Linked DNA regions of Anas platyrhynchos: region 2 is linked to region 1. A link is a contact called in public Hi-C data. All regions are on one chromosome and are shown on one strand. Each heading gives the region's core, a stretch centred on a gene start, on an enhancer-like site or on the middle of the called end of the contact. The rest is flanking DNA. Distances are from core to core; before and after follow the strand shown. Region 1 holds the start of KCNMA1 (potassium calcium-activated channel subfamily M alpha 1). Region 2 overlaps KCNMA1 (potassium calcium-activated channel subfamily M alpha 1).

The links. Hi-C and Micro-C count contacts between places; a contact is called where the count stands out from the background.
Region 2: a Hi-C map of skeletal muscle shows a contact between it and region 1, with 2.4 times the contacts expected there. The contact joins the enhancer-like site here to the promoter of KCNMA1 in region 1. A contact is called at or near these places in 2 of 8 Hi-C or Micro-C datasets (skeletal muscle and subcutaneous adipose tissue).

The regions. Positions count from the first base shown.
Region 1 is chr6:17,028,846-17,032,937 of IASCAAS_PekinDuck_T2T, reverse strand. KCNMA1 (potassium calcium-activated channel subfamily M alpha 1) reads right to left here and starts at 1,660. Exons shown (of 33, transcript XM_027460038.3): 1 at 948-1,660. The coding sequence starts at 1,268.
Region 2 is chr6:17,262,030-17,265,995 of IASCAAS_PekinDuck_T2T, reverse strand. The region is part of intron 3 of KCNMA1 (potassium calcium-activated channel subfamily M alpha 1); the gene reads right to left. Among named protein-coding and RNA genes, the nearest start is that of KCNMA1, 230 kb to the right of the region's middle. Within about 2 kb of position 2,480, at least 2 of the 8 cell types and tissues checked have an H3K27ac peak or open chromatin away from gene starts, as enhancers often do.

The DNA of each region.
Region 1 (4,092 bases), core at 411-2,910:
CAGGAATAACTGAAGCAGATATTATTCCATTTGTAATCCAAAAAATGTGAAAAGGGAAGGGGAGAAACTCCAGCTGCTGGTCTATTTTGGGGTCTGTCAAAATCCACTTTCACAAATACAGAGTCTTAACGCTTTCTATCCCATTTGTCTTAAACAAAAATGGAAGTCTGGACCTGAGTGGATTCTTAGCCTCGGCTTGAAGTGTCTCCTTCAAACCAGAAGGCAACCTCATTTCACGTACCACAATTTCTTCCAGCTGGTAATATGCAAAAATTGAAATAGTTGAGAGGTTGCCGCAAAAATTTTGCAACTGGATTAGAGGAATACTGACCTAATGTCTTTCCTGGGAATTCATGGTACACCTCTAGATATCAACACTTAATTCATGAGAAAGGTATGTAAGAGATTCTGAGGGAATGGAACTAGCTTTGACAAGATTTACTTGAGTGAGAAATTTCCCTTCTTAATCTTCCCCAAGTTTCTCACACTGTAGGAGAATCAAGAGTTTAGCTTGGCACGAACGCGTTCCCACCCTACGCGATCTCAGGGGTTGCACACCAACTTCTGAACCACACTGTCCCAACGTGCCAGCGCGCACATCGCCAAGTGGTTGATCTGGTCCCAGGCGCACCCTCAGTGCCACCAGACCAAGACCTATGTGCACCCCTGTGAGGGCTGTAAGGCACAGAAGAGGCTGAGGGGCACCTGTCTGGGCTGCATCCAGTGCCTTGCTCCCCAGCCACGCTCTCCACATTGCCCCAGGCGACCCCACTGGAGCAGCACGCTGTCAGCCTACGCCAGCCCTGTGGCACCTCCTGCGCTGCCACCTCGCTGAGGTGTCCCGGGATACAAGGCTGGACTCCTACTCCCCCTCCTCACTACCACCACCGCACCAGACCAGCAACAGCAGCAGGAAGGGAAGGGGAAGGGAAGGAGTGGTGAGTTACCTTGCTTTTGACCCCGCAGTGGCAGCAGACAGTCCACAGGTACTTGAGGGTCCTCCACAGCAGGATGATAAACAGTCCCCCAAAGAAAGTGACCATGGATGAGGCGAGGAAAGCCCACCACATGCGCTGTCCGCGGCTATCGCAGGGCACCTCCATGGTCACCGGGATGATGAGCGCATCCATCTTGGGCACATTGACGGGGGAGGAGGACGAGTCTGTGTTGAGATTGTTGGCGTTGATATTGTTACTCATTCTAAGGCCGCCGCCGCCGCCGCTGCCGCCCGGGTAGGAGCCGCCGCCGCCGCCGCTGCCATTTGCCATAGCTAACAGCGAGCCGGGCGCGCAGAGGCTTCCGAGAGCTCCTCCCGCCGCCAGCGCCCCCCAAAAAACCCATCACCAGCCATATTGCTGCCGCCGCCGCCGCTGCTCAGCGGGAAAAGGAAAATGAGAATAACAGCAACAAAACGCCAAATCAAAACAAACGACCCGACCGAAAAAAAAAAAAAAAAGGAAAAAAATAATAAAGAAAAACGACCGCAACAATCCCCGGGTCCCTCTCGGGAGCCGACAGGCCGGTGAATTCCGAGCGTCCTCCTTGCACGGCGAAAATAATATCAACAAAAAATTAAAAATAATAATGGAAAGGTAGTCCGCTCCTCCGACTCCCACCCTTTCCTTCTCCCGCAAACACGGCCCCCACCCCGCCCACCCCCCCGCAAAAAAAAAAAAAAAAATCAGCCACCACCACCACCACAGACTGATGCCTCGGAGCGTCTCTCCAAGCTACCCAGCGCTGCAACCCCGCTGGCCTCCGCGGGGACCGCTCAGCCTCCGCCGCGGATCTTCCTGGAGGTGGTCTGTTATTATTGTTATTAGTCTTTAACTTGTTATTAGCGATACTCAGTCCCCCCCCCGCGCACCCTCCTCCTCCTCCTCCTCTTCCAAGTCCAGCCCCTTCCTCTCGTCTTCCCCCCTCGGTGCCGGCGGCAGCCTCCTGTGGCTCCTAATTCATCCTCCGCTGGCCCAGCCGTGCGTGTGCCGCCTCCTCCTCTTCGCCCATCCTCCAGGAGCTCCCTCCGGGCCGCAGGCTGCCGCTCCCCCCGGTACCCCCCCACGGGCGGAGAGAGGCGCCGCCGCCTCCCGCCCCTCCCTCCCGGGGGGAGGCGGCGATGGAGGCCGGGGGGCTCCGGCTTCGGGGGGCTCCTGGCCCCCCGCGGGGCCGCCGAGGCAGCGGCCGGGAAACGGGGCTGCTGCCGGGGGGGGCGGCGAGGCGGTGCCCGAGATGCTGCCGCTCCGAGGCGTCCCCCCGGCCCGGGCGGGCTCCGCAGCCGCGGAGGGGCGGGGGCCGTGACGCGGGGAACGCCCGGCGCTGCTCCCCCCAGCGCTGCTCCCCCCCACCCCCCCCACACACACACCCCGGAGCCCAGCTCCCACCCGAGCTGCTCCCCCCGGAGCTGGACATGGCCGGGCCGGGGGCAGCGAAAGGGGACGAGGGCGAGCGACAGCGGGGGGGGGGGGGGGGCGCGGGAGGCGGGTAAGTTGCAGCAGCAGGTGCCCGGGGATGCGGGAACGGGAGGGGGGATGCTGCTGCGGGCAGGCTTTGGAGGAAGCGGGGAGCGAATACATGGGTATCGGGGATTTTTATTTTTATTATTATGTTTCATTTCTGGAATTGACACGGGGAAACGTGGCGATCGCGCCGCGAGTTGCTGCACATCGCCAGAACGTTCCTGAAATTAACCCTTAGGGATTAAAGCAGCGATTTGCAGGGGCACGCTTTGAGGAGGAGGGGGAGAGAGGGAATCCAGGGAGAAAATCTAAGAGGGGGAGGAATCCAGCAAGAGAATCTGGGTAGTTGTCTCCTGCATTTCTATTCATGTATCCACTGTAAAATTTGAGATTAATCATTTATTTTATAAAATCTCCCCTTGGCACATGGTCTGATCACCGGTTGCCTGCACCCAGTATGGTGCAGATCCTCTTTTCACCCTTCCCTGGTGAAATGCAAAAGCCAGCGTTTGTGGCGTTTCCCCACCTGATCCACTCACTGCTCATGCACAGGGCCACCATGATGAAGCAATCATCTGTTTAACCTTTGCCAGCAGTAGTCCCTGTTTTGGCATCTGCCACAGGTCTGTTTATTTTTGTTTTTTAGTTAAGTGATGGTAATGAGATTTTATGAGTTCTCAGGGCTTTTTATGGGTCTAGCTAAACCTCTCACCTCCACTTTTTTATGTAATTGCAACACCATTTGACAAACTTTGTGGGTTTAGCATAGTATATTGCTCCAGTGTCCTCCTTCAAGAGGGGGCTTCGTTCTTCAAGCATGGACTCACAGAGGCCTCCAAATAGAGAAAGCATTAGGCAGTAATATGGAGGTATATACAAGTGAGAAAACACTACATTACTGTATCCCAGGGGAAGACAGATGCTCAGTTACATGGTGCACCTGAAGCAGCCTGCTCCCAGGGGACTGTTGTAAGAAGGAATTAAGTAGAGGATTTCTAAATGCAGAGAACAAGTGTGGCTGGAAAGAAGTGGCATGTTGCAGCTATCTCGTGCAGCCCGAGGGAGCTGCCACCTCCCCTGCCTGTCCTTACCAGCCCAACCGAAAGCTGGAAAGCCACCAAGGTGACCAAGTGTCATGGTGACAGGGTGCACACCTGGAGGGCTGGGCCCAGAACCTGACAGACATTGGCTCTGGGTTTCTGGACTGGAGTTGAAGGAGTGCCCCTTCCCCACCTGTTACACATACCTGCAGGTTCATTTGTTCATCAGCTAACAGGCATGGAATGAGGGCAGGGACATTAGGACACAACCACTTGATGCCTGGTCTTCAGAAGTGCCAGGTGTTCACAGGTGCCCTCTACAGCTGGTGGAAACCCCAGGCCCTTTGCACTCAGGAAGACCTGGGCAGTGAACAACAGGAGCACAGCAGATCCTCAGGAAGGTTTTTGCATGTAGGAGTTCCTTCTGTGTCATCGACTGGTGGCAGGCAAGGGCTGGACCTCTGAAGCAGAGGTTATACATATGTCTTCTCTTGCTGGTAGTTGAGAGGGTCCAGCAGGTATGAGAGAGGACTGCAGTCTGAAAGTGTTACTTTTCCCAAGAAGCACACTTTATACAGTCAGAAGATATGTGCTAA
Region 2 (3,966 bases), core at 1,231-3,730, 230 kb before region 1:
ACGTATGTAAAATGATAGGGCTTATAAACTATACTCGCAGGTTTGTTACCACTTAAATCTTAAAAAAAAAAAAAAAAAAAAAAGACAAACAGAAACTGAAAAACAGCCCAATCTACCATATACATCCCACAGCTTTATGACTACTCTCTCTACCGTCTTCTGCATCTTCTGCATTCCAAAATGACCTTTGCTACAAATGTTTTCAGAATCATCCACATGTCCTGAAATTTTATCAGGCATTTTACACTGGGCAAGCCAAGATAACTTTGCCAAAAGAGAAGGAAGTACAGCAATACACCCAGCTATCAGATATGAATATTATGTAGTGGGAAGGAGCACTCTGTCTTTACATTTTGTGTTCATTTACATAATCTCTTGCTAATTAAATTGAGTTACTCATTTTAGAAGCAAATATATCTTTTATAAATCAAACTATAACATATCCTCAACAATAGAAATCACCACAGCACAAGAAGTGACTGTGTTATGCTGTTTAATCTTAACAATTAATGCCTCAGCAACGTTCAGTCACTAAGCCTTCTAAAGCTTTTGAATCCTTGTCCTAAAACCACATCTGCCCATTCATCTGATTTTTGAAAAACCAAGGGCACAAGGGGTATGAGCAGCAAGGGTGAAGGAGGAAGACACACTTCTATTTTTAATTAAATATAAAAATTGGCAAAAATTCTACCATATTTGCAAATTTGGTTACCCTTACAGGACTTCAGAAAGAAATGGAGCCATCTAAAAGTTCAGACCCTTTCAAAATATTTTGGACTGGGTAGTGTCAGTTTGCCACAGGTTAGAATTAAATTGCCTGGAAAAATATTTCATGCAATAAAGATCTAACTAAATGCTGTTTATTAGCTAGTTAACTGAGCCCAAAAGGAGCCCACAATTCTGGGACCTACTCAAGTACAATAATTGGCCTACCAATTAAACTTGTTACACATCCTAGGAAGCTTGGCTTTGCTAAATAACATCTTATTTCCTCTTTAGTATAGACCAGTGTATCAGTCAGTGATAACAGAAGAAATTTTGAGTTTGAAGTTTACAAGAAAAATAATAGTAAAAATCTGAGTTATGTACTTCAGGAGTGCAGAGTTTAGATCAACAATTAATCAAAGAATACAACTCTTTCCCAGACATAAACTTTGATGTGATCATAAACTTCATCACAGATCACAGTATGAGACAAGTCATCTGAGTGTGAGTACCATCAAGGGCCACTTTGCCAGTACAAGCAAGAATTTCTACTGTAGACAGAAAGGACAAGCAGAAAAAAAAACCTCACACTAAGCCAATAAAAGAAATTAACTGGATCTGAATTTTCTTAATTCTCTAACTCATATACATTATTTCTTATTAAACATAAGTCCAGGGTGGCTAGATACTGTTGCAATCAGTATTCCTGAACCTAATATCAAAACTGGAAACCTGTCCAACGAGGATTGGCACACTAACCACAGGATGTCTAACAGCACAGCTTAAATCATTTTAAAACGCACAGAAGGATTCCTATTACTGGAACTTAAAGTTTATATTCAGATGTCTGAAAGAGACTTCCTTCAGCTGGACCTTCAGTATTCCTTGGCCTACTCAAACCAAAGCACTGAAAAAAATGAAGTTTTTTTACACAACTACAGGCAATCACCTATTTCTAACACAAAGACTATCCTACTGATCCCCTCCAGAATCATTACAGTTCTGGCAAAGTTAAGCATAATGCCTTTTGATCTCGAGTTACATAGAAACAAGATTGTAGCAAAGATCATGCAATGCCTGATATGGCACAAAACCTGTAACCAGCTGCTGGAGCTGAAGGTGCGCTGAAGTGTGTGGAGGCAGAGGCTTGATAAATTGCTAACAAGTTATATGTGCCCATCCAACAGCACCAAGAGAGTTTTAAGACATCTTTACTAAAACTTGAATCTGACTTTCTGCAGGAAAACCTCCAAGGAAAGACAGATGTGTAAATAGCATCTGTCCCATCTTTGGAGTGAATCCAAGCTACTGAAGCCTCTTTTGGTCCTATGATTCTGCAGCTAAAGCCACAGTAAATCTAAGCAATTTTTATTTTAAGCATTTGGACAACTTGAACAAAGTATTAGGAAAATGAGATATCGGAAGTGTAAAAAAATCCTAAAAAATTCCATGCTCGTAATTCTGTGAAGTAAACACAAAATGCAAACACATGGTGAAATAGAGGGGAAGAGGGGGAGACAGTGCAACAGCTGGCACAGATCAATAAACATTATAGTTTTTGAAGGAATGTACATTTGAGTCACAGATATTTTTCTTGAGTCAGACTGCAAAAGAGATAAGAAAGAACTTTTTATGTCTCCCTTCCTGCCTTACCCTTATTCTTTTGTAATATAATATTTGGCATGACAAAGTAACGCTAGTTATAACTAGTTCCAGCTGGTACCATACTACTGCATAACATTTGCACCAAGATCTTAAATCAAGGAAGTATCATATCACTGTGACAACAGAAGAGGAAACAGCCATTGGTATGTACCCTGAGTCATGATATGAAGTATGAAATATATTCCCTTTAGTTCTTTGGAAAGTCCCAACATTATCAGTCCCTGAGTAATCAAAGGAAAGTTAACTTTGGCTTCACTGATTCACATCAAAATGAGAAATTTCCAGAGATTTTTTTATTTTGTTCTTTTTTTTTTTTTTTTAACTATACATTACAAAAACGCCAAAGCACAACTATTTCTGTATTTATTAATTCATTTCCTATTTATAATTTCCTAATTACTGCAAACTTTTTTCCATGTGGTACCTTCCATTCAGCAACACCAAACTACAGGAATGAGTAAGACCTCAGTGCATTACAGAAAGTAACACATAGAAAGTAAGGTTTTCTTCAACTCTCAGATCACACCTCAGAACTGATGTACAGAATTTAGATGCTCCACAGTAAAGTCTCTCAATCTTATCCTATTTACTGTATCCCCCAATTACATCTTGTCTATATCAATTATCCAATAAATAAATAAATAAATAATAACACAATAGGGCTAATAGCTAGATTTCTGAGTATAATATTCCCTATAAATTCAGTGGAAGCTACAAATATTTAGCACCCCTGAAAAAAACAGGCTGTAAGCAGCCTGCATATGGCAATAACTAAAGTTTGTGGTAGAACTAAAATACAGTCCAGATATCTAGATTTTATATGATTGACTACAAGGCCAGAAACAGCAAAATAAGATCAATATCATACTACAAGTAATTTTCACTAAGTACAGTCAACCAAGAAGTAAAAATGATTGCAGCAAAGGTGGCCTTAAATTCAAGTAATAAATTGAAATTTCTATGTCATATGGTCTTAAAGTAAAACAGTAGCTATAAGCTACATGAAATAACAGCAGAATAGTCTTAAAACAAAAAGTCATTTTGTGAATGTTTATTAAGATAAGCTATTGCATTTGAGGGAACGGGGGCTGTTTAGTCTGGAGAAGAGGAGGACCAGGTCAGGCCTCACTGCTCTCTACAACTACCTGAGAGGGAGTTGTGAGGAACTGGGGGTTGGCCTCTTCTCCCACATAACTAGTGATAGGACTAGAGGGAATGGCCTCGAGTTGCACCAGGGGAGATTTAGGTTGGAAATTAGGAGACATTTCTTCCCAGAAAGAGTAGTTAGGCAATGGAACGGGTTGCCTAGGGAGGTGGTGGAGTCACCATCCCCAGGGGTGTTTAAGAAAAGATTGGAGGTGGTGCTTAGGGACATGGTTTAGTGGGTGATATTGGTAGTATGGTGGTGGTTGGACTAGATGATCTTGGAGGTCTTTTCAGACCTTAATGATTTTATGATTCTACAACTGTGATGAATAACTGCTCAAGACACTGTCAAAGCCATAACTGGGAGTTGATAAAAATGTGTGGAAATTCTGAGTTCTGTGATACTTAAGAGGAAAATGTTTGCAACAAAGCACATTGTTTTTCTGCATG